Linked DNA regions of Zea mays: region 1 is linked to region 2. The links are chromatin contacts, called in public Hi-C maps. All regions are on one chromosome and are shown on one strand. Each heading gives the region's core, a stretch centred on a gene start, on an enhancer-like site or on the middle of the called end of the contact. The rest is flanking DNA. Distances are from core to core; before and after follow the strand shown. Region 1 holds the start of LOC103649954 (protein TPR1). Region 2 holds the start of LOC100279235 (putative protein kinase superfamily protein).

Region 1 (6,289 bases), core at 1,761-4,260, 310 kb before region 2:
TTTTCTTTTCTGCCCCCGTGACGGGTAGCGGTAGTCAGGGTACATGAACCCAATAGCATCAAAAACTCTGTTTAGCCTTTTCTTCTTCCGGCTTCCGAAGGCTGCAGATAACGCATTATCTTCCGCTTTGGAGTACGGCCCAAGCAGTTCATCACTTGTAGCTTCGATGCACTTCAGCCAATCATCGTCTGGTTCGATAAATTGGTCTTCAAACCTGAAGGTATATTTCAGTCGAACCAAACCACCTTCATTGGGGTTGCTGATGGTTTCTTTTGGCATCTCCCGATTGACTACCAATGGCCATATTCTGTAGGCCACGTGCTCTTGGACTAAGTCCCTTGTCCCGATGAAAGAACAAACTATGCCAAAGGCCCTTCGACATTCTTCAGCTGCTTCATCAATTTCTACCTTCAGTTTCCGAAGGCCGAAGCGGGACCAGATGGGGCGCATGATGATCTCTTTAATATCTTCTCTCGCCTTTAAATCATTTTTCATATAGAACCATTCTTTCATCCAGTCTCCAGGCCACCTCTTCCGAAAGGTTGGCACTGGGCAGATTGAGCCTGAACGAGCAACGAAGCTGTAGCAGCTAAAATTGTTGTGATACTGCTCCTTACCCCAGGGCTTCGTCTCATATAAAAGTTCGTGCATACTGCAGAAACCTTTTGCACTTGGTTCCAAACCCTGACTCCTCACAGCCCACACGAAGATTCCCATTCTTATGATGGCTTTGGGAGTAATCTGGTGAAGAAAAATCTGGTATATCTTTAAAACTTCAACCATGAAACTGCTTAAGGGGAACCGGAGACCAGCCTTGAAGAAGCTTCGGTAGATTACGACTTCATTCTCTTCAGGAACAGGGTCAGTCATGTCTCCGTTGTCAGCCCTCACGATGGATATGTCTCGAAAATATCTTCCGCTCATGTTATCAAGATGACTTTGCCTGATAGTCGATTTTCCGAAGACTGCGTGACTTGGTCGCCACTGCCGATCTTCGGAGTCTTCGCCCCCACTTTCCACATCATAACTATCGCTGTCATCGGTATCTTCAGATAAGCCTTCTAGAATTTCTTTTGTAATCTTTTCTGTGTTGGTCTTTGCAATTGACTCGATGAATCCAGCGGTTTTTTCCTTAAGAAGCTTCTCATCTTCGCTCAGCTTCGTTTCAGCAATAACTTTCTTATCTTGAGACATCTTCTCTTCGGAAATGGTGAAAAAGCGCTCTTAAAGCTGAAGCTTAGAAAATCTAAAAAGCCAAGCAAGCGTTGGTAGGCAAGAGCTAAAAATTGAGCAAGCAGAGCAGATGGCAAAAAGCGTGCCAAATGAGCTCGTGGTGTGCTCTTATTTATACGCCTAGTGCGTTGCAAGCTGGAGGGCCCCACTTGTCATTGACTGTTGCTATTCTAGCAAAGGGAAGGTGTTTTTCGGACCTTCGACTTAGGGCCTTCGTCCATATCGCAATCTGAATTTATCATTCTAACAAATTAATATTGCGAGGGGCTACTGTTGGGGGCCTTCGGCTTCCGAAGGTCCTCAAAAACATGATTTAACAATGTTCTTGGAGTATAATACATGAACAGGTATCTTCGGACTCGGATCAGATCCACAGTATGAAGAAGCACAAAGAACATGAAGGTTGGCGTAGAGCCGAAGCCATGTGCAGGAGAGCTTCGGCACTATAGCAGAAAAGGAAACCGACTTAAAAAGGAAAAGGCTATTCAGACCTCGATAGGTTACTATAGAGTCATTAGTAAATGTAAAGGACATGGGTGTAGTTTTACATGGGCTGCGTCCCATGCCTATAAATAGATGAACAGTGCTCCCGTACTGTTCACGCTGACTTGACATTTGCTTTTGCGTCACACTTGTACTCTTACCTTCTTTCAAGCCGAAGGTACATTTGTAATTTGATATCATTTCCATTTTTCCATAATAATAAAATAGAAATGAGTTGATAACAATACATAATTGTTTATGTTATCTCTTACACTTCATATGATTTCTTCTTTATTATTATATCTTGTGCTTATGAAGGTATGTCCTTCATAACCTTCGTCCGAAAATCATTATGTCCCAAGGGAAATAATGCTTCGAAGGACGAAGGACTTTAACGTTTAACATTTTTTGTGTTGCCTTGTTTTTAACTCATAGCATTTGAGAACAAGTCTCCAACAAGAAGGTTGTTAAAATATGGATTATTTTGGATTTTATAGTTACTATGCACCTGGTTACAAAAATACGTCTATATATATATATATATATATATATATATATATATATATATATATATATAAGTCGTATATGTTAAAAGACAAAACCTCTATAAAGAAGAATAAGAGAGTAATATTTATAATATATAATAAGTACTAAGATATTTTTATAGTAAATATTTATAGTAAACTTAAACATATCAACTTATAGAGAAAAAAGTCTTTACATCACAACATGGACAATTATACCGCACACACAGACAACTGCCTATTGATCCCAGGGCACGTGAACCTGCACTTAGTTAGGACATGTACAATTTTATTAGATGCTTTTTAAAGAGTCTTTAGAGACTTAAGTAAAAAAATAAAGAGGCAAACTCTTCACGTATCTTCACAATTTTTTTATATTTATTGTCTTTTAATTATATTTATGATCCAGAGGTTTAAAACTATGGTATAGTCACTTAGCATCGTGTTGTATTAGAAAATCGTTGTAGTGTCTCTAGGATGTACCTGCCCTCATCTCCTTCAGTCGGTGCCGTGCGCCACTGTTTTCCCACTGGCACGCTGCTGATCCGAGAAGACGCGCGATGGATGTAAACTGCCTTCCTGCAGTCCGCAACCAACCACGCATGGAAACGCAAGCCAGTCTCGTGTCGTCTCGTCTCGGCAGCCCCAGCACCGCCCTTCCCCTGTCTCGCGAGGCGATGTCTCGCGCGCACGTCGCCCTCACAACCGGACGCCAGCTCACGAATATCCATCCGATTTAATCCCAGCCCTTTCGATTCCGCCGCACTCGACCTATCATATAAGTACGTGCAGATATCAATAAGCTTACCCACTTATCAATAAGGACATGTGCTTCTCACAGATAAGCCAGTGCTGGGTGGCGTGGGGAGAGAGAAAAGGGCGAGAGGTCTGCAACGCATCGAAGAAAGCGAGACCATAGCTTCTCTCTCTCCCCCAACCTTCTCTTCCACATCTCCGCTTCTCTCTCGCCTCCGCTTCGCTTCGCGAGAGACGGGCCGACGACGGAACCCTAGGATTCGCGCCCGCCTGAGCGGCCAAGCCACCAGGACCGCGCCCTCCGGACCCGGGGGCGCCAGACAAGCTCCGGGGCGCGCGGATCGACCACTGGCCGGCTTACCGCCGCCGCTGCCATGTCGTCGCTCAGCCGCGAGCTCGTCTTCCTCATCCTGCAGTTCCTCGACGAGGAGAAGTTCAAGGAGACCGTGCACAAGTGCGTACACCCTCCCCTCTCTTTGCGCGGCCGGTGGTTACCTTGGGTTGGTGAGTGGTTGGAGATCAGGCTCCTCTACGCTCTAGGGGATTTGATTTGTCGCGCAGCCTGTTTCCGCTTTTTTTTTTTCTCATGAATCCGGCCAGACGCGGCTCTGTTTTTTTTTAAGTCGTTTCTTTTCCTTTCTGGGATTCGACGAGTTGCTGCTGGAAAAAATAAGTTTTTTCAAGCTTCGTTCGATTTGTTAGGAACCGTGTAATAACATGGAAGTTTGGGGGCTATTTAGGTCAAAAGACATTTTATCCCCCCTCGTGCTTTTCTCCGTGACAGTCGATGTTTTTATTTAATCAGGCCAAAAATCGATTTTCAAGGTCTCAACTTTTTTTATATTCCGGAAAAATTCAGGGGCGCATTTGGAATATAGAGCTTGCATGTGCGGGTCACTACACCCATCGCTGGTTCTTGTGTCCACTGGGCTTCCTCTTCTCTGTCGGTTCACTTAATTTCGTCGAACAAATGAATCTCGTGTTATTAGTTTTATAAATCAATACTCTGTTTGGTGTACTGGCGCTTTGGTCCCCTTGTCGTGTCCTGCGGGTAATAATCAGTAAACGACGCACTAGACGGTAATGTTGCTGGATTACGTCATTTCAACCAGGCAATTGGAACTTGTAGGACGTTCTGTTTTCAATGTGTTCTGCACTCTGCTCTGCTTGCTCCAAATTTTTGCATCGAAGAAAACACACGGTTGGTTAGTCAGAACTGTACTTTGTGGCTTCTGATCTTTTTCACAATAAATGCCATGAACTTGGTTGGTCGTTTAGGATCACTTCCAAGCTCAAATCTTGCATTGTGGTTGGCTGGTTTAAGTGGTTACTCGATATTTTTCAGTTTTGACCATTGGAGTTATGAGCTCTTTAGTGTACCCATTCTGTTGATTGATGAGAAAATTTGACAACTGATGTTGTACCACGTTCTTTTATCCCAGAAATGGAATTGCCTGTGGGCTGATATTCTACTACATGTAATAATTCCCTACTTCACATTGTGTTGTAGGCTTGAGCAAGAGTCAGGGTTCTTCTTCAATATGAAGTACTTCGAGGAGAAGGTCCATGCTGGGGAGTGGGATGAGGTGGAGAGATACTTGTCAGGATTCACCAAGGTAGATGACAATAGGTATTCGATGAAGATCTTCTTTGAGATCAGGAAGCAGAAGTATTTGGAAGCGCTTGATAGGTACTGTTCTTTCATATTTCAAACTTCATTTGAATGAGGAGCTGGGTTTTCGAATTTCGTGCCATTGTTTGGGGAATTGTAAAATTGTACTGACTTTTTTTCTTTTTTCTATGTTCCAAACAGGCATGATAGAGCAAAGGCTGTAGATATTCTTGTCAAGGATCTTAAAGTCTTCTCGACATTCAATGAGGAGTTGTATAAGGAGATAACACAACTTCTCACTCTTGAGAATTTTAGGTTTGTTCCTTTTGCTTTCTAAATCCATGGCATCAGATTGCTGAGAAACCATTAAAATAAATATTTCTTAGAGCCTTGTTACCCCTTAGATCTTTAAGATAAACATTGAAAACGACTCTCCTGTTTGGTGCAATGCAATTAATATATCTTCACTGACAATGAAATAGGACATTTACTAATAGATCATGAACTATTAGGAAGCCATGGCAAGCAGCTGGTACACATACATTAGCTGAGTAGGCCTGCAAGCCGGCAACGGCATAACTCGTTAGCTGCCAGATGCTTATTGCAAATGATAGAGGTTTGTTTAAGATATTCATTTGGTAGCTTTTATGTTATGCTGTATTTTCCTGTAAAAATTATTTTTTAAAATGAAATTTGTTAGTTGCTTAACAATATATTTATTACTATCCTACAGTGTTTTATTCCAAGTATTATAATTCCTTAGCCTGCTGCTTCTGTTTTCAATTTGTAGCTCAAAACTATCAAATAATGTTGCTTGCAGGGAAAATGAACAGTTGTCTAAGTATGGGGATACTAAATCAGCTCGAAGTATTATGCTGGTTGAGCTAAAAAAACTTATTGAAGCAAACCCCCTTTTCCGGGAAAAACTTGTCTTCCCTACTCTTAAGGCATCACGCCTCCGAACTCTAATCAATCAAAGGTTTGAAAGTAATCTAATGCTGTTACTTTAACGGATATTCTGTTTCCATTCCAATATTTTTAGTGTGACTGATTTCCCCCCCAAATGTGCAGCTTGAATTGGCAGCATCAGCTTTGTAAGAACCCTCGTCCAAATCCAGATATCAAAACTTTATTCACCGACCATACATGTTCTCCACCCAATGGAGCTCGTGCATCGCCGGTATCTGTACCACTGGCAGCTGTTCCAAAGGCTGGTGCTGCATATCCACCACTCACAGCTCATACTGTATGTTTGCACTTGATCATTTTCTGCTCGTGCGTGGATTTTATGATGTTTTTTTACATTATGTATTTATTTATGCAGCCGTTCCAACCTCCACCTGGTCCATCTTTAGCTGGTTGGATGGCAAATGCAGCCGCCTCTTCATCTGTTCAGTCTGCTGTTGTAGCAGCAGCATCAATACCTGTTCCACCCAATCAAGGTATGCAAATGTGGTGCTAAATTTCTGTTAAAGTTTATCTGGTTGCTTGTTTTGAACATATTTGTTCCTTACAGTGGTTAATTTGATCTGCATTAAGACATTTTAACAATTTTGTATTTTCTGTGCAATTCAATTAATACCAGTTAGTATGCCTTTGTGCTGTGTATCAGTCCATTCTGGAAATGTTACACATGCAAACTTCAATTCCAGATATATATATATTAGATGCTTCTAATTTA
Region 2 (6,598 bases), core at 1,716-4,215:
ATAACGTGTCATGTCATGTCCTGGCATGCCCGTGCCACCCACCGAGCGGCACCCAGTTGAGCCGAGACGAGGCTGTCTCGTTTTTAACCCTAGCTCTGGCTAGACACCGGCGGATATTCTCGCGCCTGTGTTAAAAAAAGTGCAAGATATTGTGAGAATAAACAGACGATGCGGATCTGCCGTTCTACTGTGTTCTAGTCTTCTCGGCCGACAATTTGATCGATAACCACATGGTGATATATAATCAAGTTAGGCATGCATTTTTCCACAGCCATGTATGTCATCATGAGTTAGGTACACGAAAGTAAATAACTCCCGCGCGCTGAAACTCTATTGTTCCATCGATCGGTTACAACTTACAAAAAAAAAAAAAACTCCGGCCTTGACAATTGACGGATTCGTCGAGCTCGAAGAACGAAAAATGAGACGGAGGAAGTAGTCAGAGATGCATAGAAATAGAGGGTGTGGGTGTGGCTCCTTCCTGTCAGAGAGGGTCAAAGCAGCCACCTGAATTCAAATCAAGGACAAGGACTCGCCGAACCCCAGTCGATCCCTATGCGTGCGTGTGTGTGAGAGAGAAGTGGCCATGACCCATCATGATCCATCCGATAGTCAGCCCAGCCCCATCTCTGAACCGTACGTTCACGGCAGAGAAAATGAGCACAAAACTTATATATATGTGTGTGTATGTAAATCCGCGAAATATAAATGGCGCTCGTCGATCTCATGCATCGCTCGCATCGCTGCTTTTCCACGCTGAAACGAGCCCCCCGGCTGTGGTCGTTGATTAAAGAAGAGGTAAAGCGTCGCTGCTACTACGCTAGCACGGGAAGTCGAGTCGGCAAAGGAAGAGCAGTAGGTCATGATTGCGCACATGAGATCGATGTCGACGTCTAGCCCCGGATTTGATGCGCGGCGCTTAAGCTAGCAGCTAGGCTCCCGTTAGTGACTCACCGGTGACCGTGTACACTTTAGATGGTCAATAACCACGAGACCCGTGAGCCCGGCACGAAGCCTGCTGTTCGGACCCGATCCGAGCCCGGCACGGTCCGGTTCTATGCGGGCTCAGGCCGGTCCGGTACAAATAAGCGGGCTGGGCTCGGACAGGAAACTAGTCACGGTGGGCTAGCCCGCCACGACCCGTTTACCTCTAAGCTCGTTAAGCCCGTTATTTTACACTAAAACGTGCTTGTCGGCCCGCATATCCGCTTTTCGGCCCGCTTTTTTCGTGCTAAACGAGCCGGCCTGGCCCGTTTAGGCTCGATGCGGGCCGAGCTCGGACAGAAAATTAAACTCACCTGCTTAGTCGGTCCAGCCCAATTTTATAACCGTGTCTAGCGGGCCGGGCTTCACCGGACCCGAGCCGGGCCGGGCTTCACTGGGCCCGAGCCGAGCCGGGCGGCCCGTTTGGCCATCTCTACTGTACACTAAGGCTCCTATTCCACTCTCCAATTCAAACTGCACTCGCTCGTTTGCCTTGCACGTCGTTATTGACGAAGATGGCCTAAGATTTTTTTTGAGGCAATTACTGTACGAAAGACCTACAATACTTTTGTATTAAAAAAATATTATGTACAAGGTTATAGGAAGAGATTAGAGAGGGGATTAAAAAAAAGATCTGTTGTAGCCATGCTCCAATTCTATTGGCTGTCTGAAGGCTTCACTCTATGGCAAATTAGGAGCATCTCTGTAACAAACACACTTTGCATTCGTTATTGGCGTGGTATGTTTTCAATTATTGGTGGTATGTTTTTAAAGATTCATCCATTTCTATTTTTCCTTATGCACCAAATCATGATTATGAGGTACCTTCGCTCGTATTTGCTGAATAGCTAAGAGATGGTTAGAACGTGCGTGGTGGAGTCACCCCAGTTAGTTGCCAGCATCTCTTTGCATACTAGCAATTTACGAAGATCTGCGGAAGGATCTCTTCTTTCTAAAGTATGCAGTTTTTCACATGTATACGAATCTAACTCCATACTTCTTCACCTGAGCAGAGACTTCGTGTTTAGCCTATTTTTTTTCAAGAACAGACAGAATAAAACCTATATTCCGGTTGACACTTTATCTTCCACAACTAAACATAAGCTGGATGGACTGTCATAGTCACAGTCATATGTTTGTGTGCTTTTTGTGAAGAATATTGTTGTGCTCCTCAATTGTGCGACCATTTGTTCCGTTGATCAGATATCTGTTGGCTTTGTAAGGCCTGCCTTAGACTTCGAGATGGCCTAATATCGATAGATTAGCTTGTCCTCAAGGTAGGCTGCTGGCCTAGCCCCGCGTGACCCATCTTTTGTTGCCTTCCACGTGAAGCCTAACTAGGATTTTATCTTTATCCTTGCCCGGTGTGCTTGCATGTGTGGAATGAAACGGCGACAGACGGAGACGGTTATTATGTGTCTGTTTGATTCAGCTTTTTTTCTGACCAGCTTTTCTGGAAATCTGGCTGTGGGGAGAATCTGAGTATCATTACGATTACACGTGTAGGAAGATAAATTTGTTCATAGGGCTCAGGATCTAGAAAGTGACAGATTCCTACTATTACAACGACTCAACCGATTATGTGTTTATGTTGATTTTGAATGGTTTTTGCCCCCAACAAATTTTATAGAAGCTGGCTCAAAAGCTGAGCGTTTGGCAGTCTGCAGCAGTTTTTGGTGGCCAGAAGCTGTAAGAAGCCGAAACAAACAGGACCTATATATACAGGCATACAGCCATCCAAAATCGTCGATCTACTAGCATGCTGTGAAATTGCCGATTCTCGCCCCGGCCGTAGACAAAACGAGCGAGCATTGACTTTTGAGGGCCCGAGAGCCCACGTCGGTCGTCTTTCAACCTCGAGTAAAACCACCACAGTGGACTGGACTGGACAGGACACACACCGATCCCTTCTGAAAAATCCCCCTCCCCTCCCCGAGGTTGCAGCGGCGAGGGAGGGGAGAGATAATAATAATCGCAGGAGGGAAAAGCAGCAGCGCAGGCGCAAAAAGCAAATCAAAGCCACACCACCACCACCACCGGCAGCTGCCGAGAGCCGCGCCCGCGCCCGAACACAAGGGAGAGCGGCCGGAGAGGAAAGCCAAATCCATCCACTCCACCCCGTACGCCGCCGCCGTCCCTGTCCCTCCCCTCTTCCCGCGCGCATGGGCCCCAAATCGCCAGCGCCGCGACGAGCGCGCCTGCCCCCGCGGCGGCGGTAGCAGCAGCAGCAGCTGCTGCTGTGTGCTTCGCGTCTTCGCCGGGGATGGCGCGGCTCGGGCGAGCGGGCTGCCGCTCCGGTCCAGCCCGAGGTGAGCACCCTCCCCCCCATCTGATCTGCGTGGGCCCTAGCCTCCTTGCTGCTCCTTGCTTCATGGAAGGCTTGGTGCGATGGGCTCGAGTAGTCTGGGCGCGTGCCACGATTGTGCTTGCCCGATTTGAGGTTCTGCCGGCGGGGAAATGACGGCTCCACGGCGGGGTCTGGGCTATGGGAGGGCGCGCTGCTCCAACTACCGTCGGGAGCTCGTTACCAACATTTGGGCGCACAGTGGGAAAGCTCGCCTGTAGATTCGAGTCCGTTTGGGGGTAGTGGGAGCGGCGGATTCGAGTTCACATGTAGTCTTCCAGGCGCCAGCAGCCATGGAACAATCAATACGGTAGAGATTGTGCAGCCTATGCTTAACAGTGAGGAGGATGTAATGGACACTGCAGCAGATACTAGGCAGTTTCATATTCGTAGTCTCTGTGGCCTCCTTGCTTGTGGGGGGAAAAAGTAATCTTTTTTGTCCGACTCCGATGCTTATGTTTTATTCAAACGCACTCGTGTGTAAAATCGATGGGTGCGAGAGTGGACAAATCTGAATGAGGTGAAACAATACCTTGGATAATGAATCGGGAAATGGCATAGCTATCCTGTTTAAATTAACAATGCCAAGCCTTGGCAAAGAACATCTGATCTGCTGAACATGTATCATGGTATGATTCAAATGATCGAGAAGGTCGGATACTAATGTGTCAGTTAATAATGTTTGGCACAAGGGAGTGGAGGTATTTTGTAATTCAGATGGAACACAAGTGTGTGTTTATGTGCATATGGACATTTCTTTCTCTGCCTACAATTGTATCATTCAAGGGCATACGTAAAGGGCAGATATGGTACGACCTTTTTATCTTACCACCTTAGAAGGGCTCCATAACATTTGTATGTTGTTTTTAGGGAGCCAATGAGCCATGGGCCACCAGAATCTTTTGTCTACGCTTTATGCCCATTCCACACAATGTACTTTCTTGCTTAAAATAATTCTCACTGGATGGTGTACAGCTTTTTTTTCAGGAATTCCTGAAGACACATTGAGAAATTTTATGTCCAATGTCTTGCCTGCTGTATTGATCCTGGAGTTTCTCAGTGGGACCAATTTGATTGTTCAAACGTTTGCTCTAGAAGTAGTCGCCCCTGCCATGCCTCCATTCCAAGGTTGGGGACCATTTCATTCTTTGGCATCCCAAACTAAAGTCCTTGTGAGTGTTTCTGCACAACCAGATGATGGCCTCCAAAGACAAAAGAAGCTATATTCATCAGCAGTTGCCATGTCATCCACACATCCTCCTATTTCAGCACCTAGCTATCGTTACATGCCTGGTGCTTTAGATCTTGCCATTTATTCCTCAGATCTATCACGTCCTCCAGTGCAGCATACCAGACACTTAGCAACAGCTGCTCCTGCTCACGTAGATGCTGACCCTCCGGATGCAGCTTCAAATTCTAGCGCAGCTCCTTTGGGATTAGTGCAGCCTCCAGTGTCTCCTCACAGTGGTAAGTCTATTTGCCAGAGCCTTGAAGTATTCTGATTGTAAATGAGCTCTCACACAGCTTAAAATTACATAATCCTGTTGAGGGGTTGGTCATTTGTCTATTCTAGAAGAGCATCATTTATACATTTCGTTCTGATCTATTTGTTCCATTTTTTATGCGACGGATATCATTTACTCCAATAGTATCTGTTCTATGTTATAGATTTGCTTTATTCTCTTAACCATATTGTGATTTATGTTTGTTTGTTAGGTTGTTGTGCACCGAACATGGTACAAAAACGAGGGACCCGGGACTGCCATTGTGTTTATCCAGTGAGAATTGAGCTCTTCCTTCGTAATGTTTCCTTGACTTCAAACTGGAGCAACAAATTTCTTCAAGAACTTGCTTCTCAGCTCAACCTGCGCGTTAATCAGTTTGAGATTGTAAATTTTTATGTTGTTGGAGCTTCTGGGCTAAATATCACAATGGATATAGCTCCCTACACTGGAATTAGCTTTGCTGCTGATCAAGTCAAGGCAATGAATTATTCACTTACTCTGCATACAGTTCGGATTGATCCTGTGTTGGTCGGGGACTATAATCTTCTTAATTTAACTTGGTTCAGGTCATTGGCTCCAGCTCCAGGTAATAGCTTTCAATCTTGTACTTGTTCTGTTTGTCATAATGAGAGTAGTTTTGTTACTGTCCAGGAAGAGAAATTCTGGATTATTTTTGTTCTTATTGTTTACTTAATGTGCGATTGAAGAATTTCTGAGATGCATGATATTATGAGGTATATGTTCTTTGTTATGGAAATTTGGACCTTTCAATTGACATATATCAAACTGGTTCATAGCTATAGAAAAGAATGAGACACCAATCATTGTTCTTAGGGCCGTTGCCTCGGCGATGGTGGCCGACGCCTTGCCAAAACAGGGGAGGAGAGGGAGGGATGAGAGACCATGGAGGAGAAAGGAAGAGCAGGAGCTCGGGCGTATGGGTCATTGATGTGCCTATGAGGAGAAAGGAAACATTACGAAGGAAGAGCAGGAGATTAGGCCTCTGCTTTCTATTATTTTCTTCGGCTCCGGAGTTCACTCTGCCTGCTATGCTAGCGCTGGATCCAGTGTGTTGGGGACGCAGATCTATCCGTGCTCAACTGTGATGGTGACAATCTGGAAGGGAAAGGTGTTGGTGCTCCATTTGAGCAGGGGAAAGTGGATGATTCATTGCCAGCGGAGGTGCATTGGAGCAGCAGGGTTCATCAGACTGGTGGTGGCATCAGCATCGTGGACTAGAGAGGTGGCACTGATGTGAGAGCCGAGAGTTCAGGGACCGAGGGTATGTGAGGTGGGAGGGGAGGGGGTTTTTTATGGGCCGTTAACTTGGATTGGGCTTTAGTAGGCTATGTGGGCTCACTGCTTCTTATGTGTATAGGTCATTAATGTGTCTATTTTTCATTTTTTTTCTCTGATATATGGGAATATGGTGGCTGCCTTGACCACCTTACCGACTCACCTTAAGTTCCTAGGCGATAAGATGGTGGTGGCAACCCACATGTCACCTCATTGCCTTAAGAACCATGCCACCAATCTACCGTATTGATCCCCTACCTACCAAGCTCTTTCTTACGAAGAGTTAAAAATGGTCATTAAGTCAGAACAGTATGGAACGATGGTATTCAATTTTCTCTTCCTTTCTAAAGTTATATTTTGTGCGCTTGTCGCTGGCTTGCTTTTTCCTGCTTATAACTAAATATCACCCCCTCCCACATTTTAGTTGCACCTTAATGTTTTACCCAATTTTCTTGGATACATGTATTAT

What was found. A called contact is a pair of places that touch in the nucleus more often than the background predicts.
Region 1: a Hi-C map of leaf shows a contact between it and region 2, with 5 times the contacts expected there. The contact joins the promoter of LOC103649954 here to the promoter of LOC100279235 in region 2. A contact is called at or near these places in 2 of 25 Hi-C or Micro-C datasets (ear and leaf).

The regions. Positions count from the first base shown.
Region 1 is chr3:35,990,944-35,997,232 of Zm-B73-REFERENCE-NAM-5.0, reverse strand. It overlaps LOC103649954 (protein TPR1), which reads left to right and starts at 3,010. Exons shown (of 25, transcript XM_008675649.3): 1 at 3,010-3,450; 2 at 4,507-4,686; 3 at 4,810-4,923; 4 at 5,429-5,587; 5 at 5,680-5,854; 6 at 5,933-6,050. The coding sequence starts at 3,371.
Region 2 is chr3:35,677,855-35,684,452 of Zm-B73-REFERENCE-NAM-5.0, reverse strand. It overlaps LOC100279235 (putative protein kinase superfamily protein), which reads left to right and starts at 2,965. Exons shown (of 8, transcript NM_001152256.1): 1 at 2,965-3,293; 2 at 4,316-4,795; 3 at 5,045-5,419. The coding sequence starts at 3,248.